3 separate regions of the Mus musculus genome follow, and regions 2 and 3 are each linked to region 1. A link is a contact called in public Hi-C data. All regions are on one chromosome and are shown on one strand. The core of a region is the stretch at or near the end of the contact, and the rest is flanking DNA. Distances in the headings are between cores, read along the strand shown. Region 1 has its middle 390 kb from the start of Mir6344. Region 2 has its middle 220 kb from the start of Mir6344. Region 3 has its middle 160 kb from the start of Mir6344.

Region 1 (4,805 bases), core at 1,728-4,227:
CTAAAAAATAAACTCTAATTTGGGAGCATAATTGTACAACAGGGCACCCAGGCATCACAGGTGAGTTGATAGAAAGTTATTTCAGTAAAGGAAAAGAAGCCACGGTGTGTGCCTTGTGATTCCTCAGTTTCCATTCAGGGTCCATAAAATTGTCGTCCTTAAACCTCAAGAACTCTCAGGGAGCTACTACCATGCTCCTGATCTTTGTTCCTCGTTTCCAGTTCTTTCAAAAAACGTGAAATCTATGAGGAAACAAGCACCAAGCATCACAGCTTTCATCTTCACATCCAGGTCTAGCGGGAACTGGACCCCAAAATTGTCTGCATCCGTGAAGGCCTCTCTCACAAAACCAGACCACTGCTTAGAAATTTTGCCAACTACTGATTCTTCATCTAGAGATTTGAGCTCAAAGTCAATGTCGGAACAGCAGCTACACACAACACACGAACCAACAACTTTCAGAACATCCTGCTTCTTCTCATTTTGGAGAGTGAACTTGGGCAGACATGGGTGCCAGGTCTGAGTTACATAACCTACTGGCACCCCAGGAGGAGCCTGGATTTCTATCTCCTGGAGGCAGCAGGGGAAGCAGCAGTAACTGCATCTCAGAGGTCTCTCCAGAGTCATGACTTCTCGGCCCAGGTTATCCAGGATCCTCAAGGTGAAAGGTCTAGACGCCCCACGGCAGTTTCGGGTACAGCAGTCAGTATCTTCCACTGCAAAGTAAACTCTCTGCCCGAGGCTGTTCTTGATTTCATATTTGTTATTTGTTTCAAAGCCTGTTAAGACTTCCAGAAGCTCAATTTGCTGATGAACCAGAAGCTGATCAATCTGAGCTAAGTATTCCAGCCCTGGTGGACAGTTCAGTGGAGGAGGGGGGGCTGGCATCCATGGGGTCCCCCCAGGCCCACCTGGATGATTACATGCTGGCTGATTTTGGACAGGAAAGCCACTAGGGCCACCACCTGCATAACCTCCTGGTGGGACTGGGTAACCAGGTTGGGGCCCTGGATAGGGGCCCGGAGGCCCTTGGTAGCCAGCCTGGGGTATGGAGTAAGCAGCACGGTATGAAGGTCCTTGGAAAGCTGCTGGTGGATACAGAGGGGGATACCAAGCTGGCATATATGTTCTTCCGGGTGGGAGCCTCAGTTTGCTTGCTGTGGTTTTCCATGATTTAAACAGTTTCTGAGGCTTCTTCTGTTCTGAAGTCCGTGAGTCCCAATCCCTTCTAGCATAGGGTTTTACGGTTAAAAGAGAAGCCAATATTGATTTGATAAAGAAAAGAAAGCAAATGGTGACTACAGGATCCACACAAAGACACTGAGGCCTGAAGAAAAAAGGAGGCCTCATATGCATAGTAATATTCATAGTTGGAATGCCAGAGGAACAGTGGTCATCTTTCTCTCTCTCTCTCTCTCTCTCTCTCTCTCTCTCTCTCTCTCTGTATGTGTGTGTGTGTGTGTGTGTGTGTGTGTGAGAGAGAGAGAGAGAGAGAGAGGATCAAATCAAGAGCATTTTAAATTTACTTACTTAGTTAATTTGTATCATGCTATAAATGTAGTTCTGTTATCTATTATGTAGCCAGGACTAGTCTCCAATTCATGAGTATTATTCTGCCTTAGCCACCAGAGTGAATAAACGTGAATGACCACACCCAACTCTGAAAGATATTCTTATCCATTCCAAATCCCACAGCCAACTATCCTGCAAAAGGGGCCCCATTATGAAGTGATGAGACTAACCTTTTATGTGATGATTGTGTGTAAGCCAAAGATGAGAGCATATCTCCCAGACTGGGAAAACGATACTGTCATTTCCTGAGAATGTGAAGTATTGGTGAGGCACTGCATATCAGTGAGTAGAGCAGAAAACCCTTCCTAGACTTTCAGAGTTTGTAGAATAATGAACTTATCCATGAAATGCAAAGAAGAGAGCGGTAGGAAAGCCCAAGCCCTTGAACAAGACACTCCAGAAAGAATGCTCCTGCAAGAGAAGATACCTGACAGGACACTTGTAGAGTTTGATGGGTGAGAAAAGGATGGGTGTGAGAGAGATGGCTAGAAGAGGGAAGCAAGCTTGGGTAAGTAGGTCCAAGGAGTTGACTATGTAGCTTGGGAAAATTTGCTGAGGCAACTCAAAAGAGGATTTTGTTGCTAAATTTCAGATCAAGAAGAGGAACAAACCTCATGTAACCAAGTTGGCAATCAACTTAAGACAATGATGATTTTTATAATAGAATCCATATCTTGGGCACTCTATCAACCAATAATCTGATTCTGTAATTAAAACCATAAGACTCTCCAAACTCTCATTTGAAAGAATAGTAGAAGTATTAATAAATGCTGTGATATTTGACACCCTTTCATCTCTATGATGGAGCTGTAAAAATGAATCTGGATTAGAACTACCAACATTAAACTTGAGAGGACTAAGCCAGTTCATACTTTGATGGCTCTGCTTATATGGATGAAAGAAAGCCAGTTCTCATGGCACTGACTTGGCTTCTCCAGTTTCTCAGAAAGAAGAAAAAGCCAGCCTTCTGCTGAGGGTCAGGGTACTCTCAGCTGGGAAAAGCACTATGTGTTGTATTAATAAGCTCGCTATACTATTGCCTTTTCTTGCTCCTTAATGCAGGCCCAACAAAACATTTCCTTGAAGTGTACTACCTCTGAAAGTATATGTGGAGACAAACTACTGCGCAGCTGAAGCATTTTCCCCCAAAGCCCACCGCCTACAAAAGTCACCGCACTTCCTTCACTGGGAGCGAGTCTGTTAGTAGCATTCTCAGGACAAATAAATGAGGGCAGGTGTAAATTGAAGGAGAGTAACACCTGTCCCTGCATCTGGCCAACAGACCTCGCTTTAATGTGCTGTCTGCTGAGAAATTGAGGCGTCTCGTATTACCCAGAGGCCTTAGTCTACACTGGAGTAGGCAGAAAGGAATTCTGTGACCAGAAGATGTGAGGCTTGGCTGGCTGCCAAGAACAATAACGAGCAGTACAAAAGGAAAAGGTTTGTAGAGACAAAAGCACTCTATCACAGAGCAACCCATAGCTTTGCTGTTTGAAGTAATGAACCCCCCAAACGAAAGACCCAACTGGATTAACAGCAGGCTGCTCCCCTTTTACCTTCTAACACTGCCCTGGCTGGTAACTTCCTGTTGACACCAGAATGAAGGGAGTTCTTGTGCCAACAGCAAGCAGTGTCTCCATTTGGGGACTTTCTGGCTGGTCACAGAAAAGCAACTTGGAAGATTTATGCCCCCATTTGCTTTCCATCCATTTTTTTTCCATTAAAGGGGGGAATTTAGAGCAAAGTTACCCATGTAACTCCAACCCAGTGCTGGAGAAGTCTTCGCTGACTTGCAAAATATCAGCAGAATCTTGTGCCCAGTAGGAACAGAGGTAAAGTCCATAAAACTTGTGTGCAGTTCATTCCACGTTGTATCAAGCAGTGGCTTTACCCCCACAGAGCATACCTAAGTTCAAATAATTCGAACAAGTACAAACAGAGGACATGCTATTCCCAAGTGGGCAAAGTTTATAAACTCCTAGCGGAGGGAGGTGCTTAAGGAATACACAGTCACAGAGAAACTACCGAAGCCATCGGGAGAAATAGAAATCATAGATAGGCTAGAATTTATAGAGAAAATAGCTTCTACAAGTCGTAAGCCACAGGTCCTGAGTGTCTTTAGGATGGCTGAGAGTGAGATCAGGCTTACACGCTTCATGCAACACGTGGTATCTGCAGGCCAAGAACACAGCAGGGTTTTTTCTCTCTTGAGCATTGTAACCAGAGACAAAGCCAACCCAGTCCCAACCAAGGCATGGATAAAGGGCAATAATATGGGAAAGGTACCAGCAGATTAAAACTCCCAGTGAGCCTAACCGATTGAAATGGAGCTGAGATGCAGTGAAGGGTGGCTCAATAAGCCCCCCCCCAGTGAAGCTTCAGACAGTCCCTGCAGGGGCGAGTGGAAGGGTCAGCGAAGCAGGAAGTATGGTTGTGAGAGAGCTCCAGCACCAAGCTTTTTCCTCCCCGACTTTGGCCGGATGTGGGTTCTGAACTATCCCAGATGGAATTTATTGGGTCAACAGTATGTGAAATGAGGAGTCCTGAGCCTAAGGAGGAAGCAAACACCCTAGGTGTCCAGTCTCAAATATTTTGGCAGGGAATTCGGACAGAAGGGGGAAAATCATTTATTCATGGAAACCCCTCAGCGGATTATTTTTTAAATACCAAGGTATCATTTTCTGTGGTACATGCAGCGTTTTACTGTTAGCCCAAAGAGAAAAAGAAAAGAAGAAGGAAAAAAAAAAAGATCTGACTTCATAAAACCCTTACTTAATAGTTCTTGGCTTAAGGCATTAATGGCAGGGAAATGCTCATGAAAGCACATGACCATGACTCTAGCATAGTGGATTCATGTTTCAGTTTGCTTCCTGTGTAAACCACGAGAAAATATAATAATTGTAATCCTCCCCCTCCCAGGCACATGTGCACACACATGAATACAGATTCTTTATACTATTAAATGCATATTTATTCATGTTTCTCACATCTGTATCCTCCCTCCTCTACCATCCCAAGAAACCATGGAAACACACCTATGGGTCAGTAGGCCATGCCAGGAAACTTGCAGGTTGAGTGGATTCAGAAACCCTAGGACCCTGAGACCTGAGGATGGTAGGCATTTCACCTACTCCTCACCAGGTCCCTTTCATGTGACCACTGGCACCCCGTGGAGAGGATCTTCCGCAGTCAGTCACATAGGGGTAGCACCCAAGCGTCACCATATGCAGATG
Region 2 (4,965 bases), core at 59-2,558, 170 kb after region 1:
GGGAAAAAATAATCCATTTCTTGTACCCAACATGAAACAAGACATCTATGTCTGCTAGATGCTATGGTTTTGAATTTAATTTCTCTTAAATTCATATACTGACACCCTAAAGCTCCAATTTGAAAAAAGGTTTGTTTTTTTTTTTTTTTGGAGATAATTCCAGTTTAATGGGATAATAAGAAAGAGATCTACTGTGATATGGTTGATGGTCATGTAAGGAGAGAAAGATAGGGTCTCCCCAGTCTCTATGTGGGAGCAAAGAAGAAAAAGCACAGGGAAAAGACCACCATCTTCGAACAAGGAAGGGAACTCTGACCAGAAACTGTCCATCTGGAATGTGTTCCATCCAGAACTGTGAGAAATCTGGTGTCTTCTGTATAAGCCATCAGCAGAGAGTGTTTATTAAGGGAATGCACAAAGACTACTGCATGGACTGCTTATATAGACTGTCATCCACTACTTGAAGCTATCCACAATCATTCTGTATTGTATTGTCAACGGCAGCAACAAAGAATCTCTCTTATACAGAATATTAGTCGTGAGCCTTTTTTTGTTTTTCATCTAGAAGAGCTCAAGCCCTGTTTAGTTTTATCCTGATGAGGCTAGGACGTAAGGATTGTGTGAAAACTCCCTCTTCATAAAAACACCTGTGCTGGTTTCACTGAATGATTAGGGTGTGTGATCCAGAAGCCAAGGTCTTGGTTTGTATCTTGGAATTTTCCTAGCATAGTAGATCAGGAAAAGCTTGTCTATTAAATAGAAATAGGACTGGTGCCCACTGGACAACATTAAGTTGATAAAGATCTAGAAGGAGCATTGTTAAGTAAAACAGGAATAAGAGGGAAAAGTAAAGAAGGCCCCTATGGGAAGAATTTGTCAAGTGAGGGCATGACTAGAGTGAGATGTGAACAGAGGGCTTGGCCAGCTACTCCCATGTTGCTACCCACAGGTCCACGAACCTGGTTCCTTAAAGGGAGGTTGGGGCTGCATTGGAGAAAATGGTGAAAGAAATAATGAGACCAAGACAAAGATACTGATCAAGGCCCAAAGTTTACTTAAAGTCTGAGCTTATATGGGGGGTGGGGATCTCCTTTCATCAGGATAGTGTCAGGAGAACAGGTTCAGCCTCTCAGTGCGTAGCAGCACCTGGCAGAACAGTAGACCTATCTAGGTCAGAAGACTCCATCCTAGGTGGTCTTGTTCACAATGGCAGAACAGGTCTGAACCAGCCTGCTCAAGGCTGGGGGAGGCTACACTCCCAGGGCTCTGGCCAGAGAGACTCTGGATAGGCATCAAGCATGGACAAAGCCACAGACTGAGATGAGTCATTTTCAGCCTTCTAGAGAATTTGTGACTCTGGAAAAAGCCAAACCAATAAGAGTAACATTCAAAAGATTTAGTAACTGATAAGATGGACCACCAGCCTTTGTGCTGGGAATTGTTCCCATGTAATCACTGACTACACTGTAGGTAACCCAGACAACTAATCCTGTGCAGGAAAATTTGGGAGTTATAGGGAGACAACAGAGTAATGACCTTGGATAGGATGACCAGACAATTTATTAAACAAACTGCAATAGTTTAAAAGGCGATAAAGAGGGTAGCCATATAAAACGGGATGTTGTATACCAAAACAAAAATGGTGATCACTTCCATCTTTTAGAACTCAAAATGTTGATGACTTACCAACCACAAAGAATTTTTAAGGATGCTCCAATAAAATCACTTTCAGGTAACTTGAAAAATCATTTTGAGACAAGGCTAACTATGTAGCCCTTGGCTAGTTAGGCACTTGCTGTATTAATCAGGTTAGACTTGAACACCATATGGGCATTCTCTTGCCTTTCCTTCGCAAGTGCTGGAATTCCCAGTGTGCTCACCATACCACCTGTTTTAAATAACATTTTGTTTATGCATACTAACTATATATCAGCATTCTAGGCCTAGGGTTAATAGACTTGAGTTTAGCAACTAAGCTGTCACTAAATGTTGTTCTGGGAAATTGTTCTCACGCCTTTATTTCCCTACACAGAAAGGAAGTTTATTAATGTTTCAGCCTTAATTCATTCCATGTGAATTCCATTTAAACAGCTTTATGAATAGAGTACCCTTCTTTGTTGATGAGTAAATTTCAAAATATTTCCTGTGGCTTTACATTGGAATAATACTGGAAAGAAATCTGATATGACAAATAAAAATTCCTGAATGAACAAAGGTGAGAATTGTGTTGCATAGGCGCCATATCGCCAAGGTCTGAAGTTGCTTAATCCAAGAGTATAAAGCTTGGACTATGTCTTCGATCCCTGTGAACAAAGGCTGAACTCTGGAGGAAGTGGGACAGCTGTTGTTCAGCTATGCTGTGAGAAAAGAAAAATCTCTACTGATTTCACAGGGATGCACAGTCCACCCTTCTCAGGTTATCAGCAATTCACTCATTCCTTAATGCCTACCTCAGAGCCCATTGTTCTCATCACGACAGCTGTTGAGGCACCCTCAAGTTATTTAGTTTATGCCTTCTGTATGCAGTCATCATGGGTATTTTATCATGTAATTTCATATGTAATACGCTCCCAGGTTGTTTTTCTTTGTTTTGTTTTGTTTTTAATGTCCTAGCTTTCTGTAAATTCTTGCAACCAAATACTCAAGGATAACAAATTGGGCTAATCAGCTTGAAACCCTCATTTTGGGAGGCACTCACTGCTTATTTTTTCCCATAATTTATGTTTTTATTCACATTACAACCTTGTCACATCCCGTATTTCTTCCTCTCCTTCCAGTTCTACCCTTACAAATCTCTCCCCTATTACCTCCTTCTCTTCTCTTCAAAGAGGGGGAAGCCCCTCTTGGGTACCACTCCAACCTGGGCCATCTAGTTCTAGTACGTACGACTAAGCACCTCCTCTCCCACTAAGGCCCAATCAAGAAGCCAGGTAGGGAAAGCAGATTCAATGTCAAGCAACAGAGTCTGAGACAGCCCCACTCCAGTTGTTAGAGGACCCACATGAAGACTAAGCTGCACATTTGATATGAATGTGGACAGGGAGCTAGGTCCAGCCCCTGCATGCTCTTTGGTTGGTGGTTCAGTCTCTGTGAGTCCCCATAGTCCCAGGTTAGTTGACTCTGTATATCTTTTTGTGGTGTTCTTGACCCCTTCAGCCTGCTCAATTCTGCCCCGAATCATCCACAAAACTCCCTAAGCTCCATCCGATGTTTGGCTGTGGGTCTCTGAATCTGTTTTGTATCGACTGCTGGATGAAGCCTTTCAAAAGACAGTTATGCAAGGTTCCTGTCTGCAAGCATAATAGAGTATTATTAATAGTGTCTGAGGTTAGCTCTCTCTTTCATGGGATGGGTCTAATGTTGGGCCAGTCATTGGTTGGCTATTCTCTCAGCCTCTGCTCCATCCGTATCCCTGCACATCTTGGAAACAGGACAATTTTGGGGTTGAAGGTTTTCTGGGTGGGTTGATGTCCCTCTCCTTCTACTTGAAGTCCTGTTTGGCTACTCCAGTCTCTATAGCTCCTGCTGGTAGGAATCTCAACTAGAGTCACCCCCATAGACTCCCTGTAGCCTTCCTCATCCCAGGTCTCCAGCTACTTCCAAAGATAGCACCCTCCAATTTCCATTCTGACTCACAATTTCCCAAGGCCCCACCCCTGACACCTGACTGTCATCCCTATACTATTCCTCACTCCTGGTCCCACCCAGTTCCCTCTCTCCATCCACCTCTGATGAATCTACACACATCCTTAGAAAATATTTTGCTTTACTTTTTTTCCCATGCAAGCCTACATTTGAAGTTCATTTTAACTTCAACAATCCCCAAAGAATATGTGGATTTATGCTCATAGTGATCTACTACATGCCTGTTTTAAACACACTTCTAAATAGTACACCCTTCAACTGTCAAAAGCAAGTACTCATTCAGTAAATGAATAAACAGTAACAGTCTTAGGCATACAAGCTATATATTCGCTGTAGCAATTATTCAAATCTGCTGTAATAGTGGGAAAGCACAACTGACCATCCCTAAACAGAAGAACATGACTTCCACAAATAAAACCTTATTTTTAAAATCCAGGTGGTCAGCTGGATTTGATCCATTGACCTATCTGCCGATCCCCAGCCTAAATTCAATTTAACACAGGATCATAAGATATGTTGATGTTCCATGAACAGTATATAATGTTCCATGAAGGACCATTTGCCTGATTTAAAAAATAGTATTTTGCACTTTTCTACTTCTTTTCCACATGAGATTCTCAATTTTCCTGATGTCTTATCTTTTCATCAGATCTCTCTATATATAATTTGTACTTTGTTATTTCTACAAACTTTAATATCTTCAATGAATGAAAAATTATATAAACTATTTTTTATCTCTGGAAATGAAAGGACTTATTCTGAGGAAAGTCCAAGGTTTGAGCCTCCAAGGCAGTAGTATGCTAGAAGGTGTAGCCCCTGTTCCAACTTGTTCGCTATAGGTTTGTTGACAAATCACATAAAAATTTGCATGAATGAAATATTTGCTGTCTCTTTAATAGTGCTTTCCCTAGGATGCCAGACTCCCATGACATCTGAATCTTAATTTTGTTTGCTTGTTTGTTTGTTAAAGACTGTTGTCCTCTGGGAATCCCCTAAGGGACCTGTGGATCTGAAGGACTTCCACATTCTTCCTGTCTAAGTGGAGGAATCCATGTGAGTGAACAGCCAAATTTCCATCAAAGCCCTTGGAGACTTGATTTATTATTTTTTTTCTTTGAGACAGGGCTTTTCTGTGTAGCTTTGGCTGTACTGGCACTCACTTTGTAGACCAGGCTGGCCTCAAACTCAGAAATCTGCCTGCCTCTGCCTCCCAAGTGCTAGGATTAAAGGCATGCACCACCACCACCCTGCGTGAGACTTGATTTCTTTATCCTTCTGCCTAGATGATTGAACTCTCAGTCCGAAAGAGATCTCATTTAA
Region 3 (4,488 bases), core at 655-3,154, 230 kb after region 1:
GTATTTCACCTTTATCCAAATCTCTGCCTGCTAAAAACCAGTGTTATAAGAAAACAATCCATTAGCCAAGGATGTCAACTCAAGCCACTGCCACCCCTACACATGTCTTGTGTTCCCAGCTGAGGTTTTCAACAGGACTGGCTCACAGCTCTATTCTTCCCTCTGCCTCATCTGAAGCGTCACCATCCCTTCCACAGGTTCATCTCAGTAACCTTCCCTGATAAATATTTTGCCTCTTAATCTTATAGAAATTGGTCTGTGGAGAAAGCAAACTCAGCATATAGAGTTCTGGTCATTTGCTATCAATTATGGCCTGGCACCTAGGCTGTGCCTTGAAAAAGGTGATAATCTCAATAGTTATTTGTGTTGCTAATTCTTGCATGGAATGCAGACCATAAAAGTGAGCATGTTTCAAATCAATACAGGAACCTTGATTTTTTTTTTTTTTTTTTTTAGTTAGTCTGGTTAGTATGAGAAGAGTTTTGTTTGTTTATTTGTTTGTTTGTTTTCCCTAAACATATTTTATAAATCACAAGGACATCCTTTATTTTTATTAATTAATTATTTTATTTATTTACATCCCAAATGTTGACCCCTGTCCTCCCATTCTGTCTCCCAGAATTCTTTTCCCCATCTCCCATCCCCTTCCCCTCTGCCATACTCTTCCTCTCCATGGAGTTGCTTCCTGGGTCTCTGGGAAACCAGGAAACTCAATGACACCTAACCCATTTTCATTTACATATTTGGAAAGACTAGTTAAAAGAAAGGTTCTGCCTTCTCTCTAGTCTGTTTTTCCAATGGACCTGGTTGGACATCACAGCATCTGGTTACTTCAGTAAGAGGACCAAACTGGATTAGCAGCCTTCCTTCTTCCACCAGTAACATAGAAAATGATTCACTGACAACATTCTTTTTCCTGTTCCCATGGGGTGGGGGTGGGGGCAGGTTTTACCAGTGTTCTAGATCTTCCTATTGATGTGATAAAACACCATGGGTAAATCAACTTTGGAAGGAAATGGTTTATTAGTCAACAGTTTATAATTTATGCTGAAAAGAAGTCAAGGCAGGAACTAAGTGGAGAAAATGAAGCAGAGAAAACAGAGGACAACTATTATATTGGGTTGTTCTCCATGGCTCATTGAGCCTGAATTCTTATGTGATCCAGTGTCTCCTTCCCAGAGAAGGCACTGCCCACAGTGGGCTGGGCCCTCTACCTCATTCATCTAACAAACAAAATTAGCCACAAGATTGTTTTTGGCTTCCTACAGGCCAGTCCAATGGAGGCATCTTCTCAACTCTGGTTCCTTTTTCCCAATGACCCTAGCTTGCATAAAGTTGACAAAAAGCCAACTAGCACACAGAGACAGCCACCTAATTAATAAGAATACCATTGATCAGCACCATTAGAGACTGAGCAGGTAGCCTATGTCAGAACCTACCAATAAGTCAACCCATTTCCAAAACCCACTTATATTCCCCATCCATTGCTTAGAAACAAAGACCCACTGCTAGCTTGTCTTAACAACTTAAAACACACATTCAGCATCATCTCACAGTTTTTGTTAATGAGGACTCTGTGTGGCTTAGCTCTTTCCCTACGCCAAGGTTTTTTTGTAAGGCTTCCATGAAGCTGTGAGCCTGGGAAAACTTTTCCTCTAGTGGTTCAACTACAGAAAAACCTATCTCTAATGTCCTATGATTATTGAGTCCCTTTCTTGGGGAATAGAGGGCTACAGTTCTCTCACCGTATTGTTGACAGGAGCTGCCTTCAATTTCTTGCCTCTCAAATGTCTCTGCACCCCAGCTCCTTCAAATTCATCAGAAAGAGAGAGTAAGTGGAGAGTTTGTTGGCAAATTGGAAGCTACAGTCTCGTGTGACATAATCACAGAAATGATATCCCAGCACAGCTGTCACGATCTATTAGTTAGAAGCGAATTATAAAGTCTTTCCCACACTCTGGGGAGGGGATTACACAGGGACCACCAGGGGGTTCATATCACCGAGAGCCATGTCAAAAGCTGCCTTTCCACATTGCCATGGTATGAATCTAGACTATTCTCCATGAATTCATTTTTTTTCTCAATGCTCTGTCTGCAGCTTGTGACACTCACATTTGAAGCTGTGATACCTTTAGGAAGTAGGCACTAGCTGGATAAAGGTTAACCAGTTGTTTAGGATGGGTGTTTGGAGGTATAACCCCTAGACACACAAACACACACACACACACACACACACACACACACACACACTGCATCCTGTCCTGGTAATGTGAATAGGAGTTCATCAAACACTCCTGCTACCATTAGTAGGCCTGCTTCATCAGCCCAGCCATATTGGACTGTGACTCTTCAAAACTGTTGAACCAAAATAAGTTCATAAAGTTGTTTCCCTCAGATATTTGTCACAGTAATGAGAAGAGTAACCGATACAGTCCCCAGCAAATTACTCCAAGTTCCCCTCCACTTTCAGTTCTAATATGAGAAAGGAGGGGTACTATTTATTGAGCTCCCTTAGATAGCTGAGGCTCACCCCTGAGATTATTCAGTGCATAGCTGGGCTATCTGTCAACAGAATTAAATCCCTGGTTAATGCTTGAGTGGTTTCTCTGTGCTCTGACACAGTGTGAGGCAGAATCTTGCTAAGGCTATTAACCTTACCCTGCAGTCAATCTTCACTTCACCTTTCCTTGGGGAAACCTGAGAGAATTCACCCCATGTCCTCATCCAAGCCAATGATCTCACATAGCCACATGCTAAGGCCAAATGTATACTTGTCATGCCAACTCTCAGGAGACAGAAATACTGAAGACTCATGTGACGCTGGGCAGGTGGCACTGGAGACTATGTGGCGCCCAAGTCCAAACTGTGTCTTGGTCACGAAGGAGCACTGAGAAGTGTGCCATGTACTTATCACCATGCAGGTCTTGTTCATAAGGAAGAGCATCCAGAGGATAAGATGGCTGAATTACACAACCCCTTCTATGCTCAGGAAGCAGTCTCAAGTGCTGTGCGTAATATAGTGACATTTACACCCTGCAAAAAGACTCCAAAGCTAATTTGGAAGCAGTGAAGTATCACTTGGAACATTTGTCTTACCATCCAAGGCATTGAAATTAATAATAGGCTCCTATAAAATAAGAGCTAATTGTGGATAGATTAACATGTCACCAGGACAGGTACACAGCCAAATATGTAGAATGTTTTATAGAAATATGTTTGGCTGTTTGGTTGCTAAGTTTGTATTTCCTGTTACTATTTTCATTTGGTTACTAACAGCTTTATTGATTTGGGGATAATTTACCAACGTTATAATGCCTATGGTTGTTCCATAAGAATTATAGATCAAAAAGGAAATAATTGGTAGAACACAAATGTTTTCATTGAGATCATTTTCAAGAGGACCAAAATGAGAACTCAGCCAGCATCTAAAATGAAGAACTACACTGTATGAGCCTTGAGCTGCATTGGAGCAGCAGACAAGAAGGTATGAAAATGGACTCAAGAGGAACGTCATGCAGCTTAGACTAGATCATTGCCTAGTCAGTGACTATGTACCTTCTAGCACACAAATCATTCCTCTGGCAAGTTCTAGACATTTCTAGAAGAATTATCTGTGGCAATGTATTCAATAGAGTTAAACTTTCTGTATTCGGGTTGAGTTGACCAGTAGCTGCTTCTAGGAGTATGAAAGTAAACACTTCAGGCCGTACAATCGCTGTGCTGCCTGCTGTGCTGATTCACTACTGACGAGTAGGTACTAAGAGTGTGCAAAGCATTAATGAGCCTGAAATCCCGACATTTTTTCAAATATAATAGGAATATGCTCGTGTTGCTGTATCTGCCAACACAAGTAGAGATTTGTTAGTCAAAGTGTGGTCTGAGCAACGGTAGCTTCTTCACTGCCCGCAGTTTATCTTCTGCTTGCTGGTTTGCTTGGCTTGTGAGAATGCAGAATCATGGATGTAAGCATTATCTATATTTAACAAAACTCCCAGGTAATTTGCCCTCACATCAGAATCTGGGGAGGGCGGGAGGGGGCAGGGTTCTGCCCCTAAATATTTCTTTATAAACCTAATTAGTAAGTACAAAGAAATAAAATTGCAATAGTAGTATCTGCCTGTCTCTTTGTCTCTGTCTCTCTCTGTCTCTCTCTGTCTCTGTCTGTCTCTGTCTGTCTCTCTCTGTCTCTGTCTGTCTCTGTCTCTGTCTCTGTCTCTGTCTCTGTCTCTCTCTCTCTGTCTCTCTCTCTCTCTCTCTCTCTCTCTGTGTGTGTGTGTGTGTGTGTGTGTGTTCAGTAGAGATACTACAGATTACAATATTATTCAGATAATCTTCCAGGGAAGATTTCAAGGCAGAGGGAAAGCCCTAGAACTAAATTTACTGCAGCCCTCTAAAGTGGGACTCATTTTACTGAGATCTTTCTTTCCATGAGAGATAGCTTTACCCTTAAGCTCTGAACATATTAGGGAGACGATTTATTACCAACCC

What was found. Hi-C and Micro-C count contacts between places; a contact is called where the count stands out from the background.
Region 2: a contact with region 1 is called in a Hi-C map of embryonic fibroblasts, with 3 times the contacts expected there. The contact joins two enhancer-like sites. A contact is called at or near these places in 8 of 484 Hi-C or Micro-C datasets (the 3T3-L1 cell line, the C2C12 cell line, adipose-derived mesenchymal stem cells and 4 more) and 1 of 115 datasets of contacts at active chromatin or transcription factors (pancreatic cancer cells).
Region 3: a Hi-C map of muscle stem cells shows a contact between it and region 1, with 4 times the contacts expected there. The contact joins two enhancer-like sites. A contact is called at or near these places in 5 of 484 Hi-C or Micro-C datasets (muscle stem cells, myocytes, nephron progenitors and 2 more) and 1 of 115 datasets of contacts at active chromatin or transcription factors (fibro-adipogenic progenitors).

Annotation. Positions count from the first base shown.
Region 1 is chr1:81,741,799-81,746,603 of GRCm38.p6, forward strand. It overlaps the pseudogene Gm5530. Among named protein-coding and RNA genes, the nearest start is that of Mir6344, 390 kb to the right of the region's middle. Within about 2 kb of position 2,978, at least 100 of the 459 cell types and tissues checked have an H3K27ac peak or open chromatin away from gene starts, as enhancers often do. A contact at or near this core is called in the C2C12 cell line, embryonic fibroblasts and muscle stem cells, where this site is marked.
Region 2 is chr1:81,911,468-81,916,432 of GRCm38.p6, forward strand. No RefSeq gene overlaps it. Among named protein-coding and RNA genes, the nearest start is that of Mir6344, 220 kb to the right of the region's middle. Within about 2 kb of position 1,309, at least 22 of the 459 cell types and tissues checked have an H3K27ac peak or open chromatin away from gene starts, as enhancers often do. A contact at or near this core is called in the C2C12 cell line, embryonic fibroblasts and muscle stem cells, where this site is marked.
Region 3 is chr1:81,970,852-81,975,339 of GRCm38.p6, forward strand. No RefSeq gene overlaps it. Among named protein-coding and RNA genes, the nearest start is that of Mir6344, 160 kb to the right of the region's middle. Within about 2 kb of position 1,905, at least 1 of the 459 cell types and tissues checked has an H3K27ac peak or open chromatin away from gene starts, as enhancers often do. A contact at or near this core is called in muscle stem cells, where this site is marked.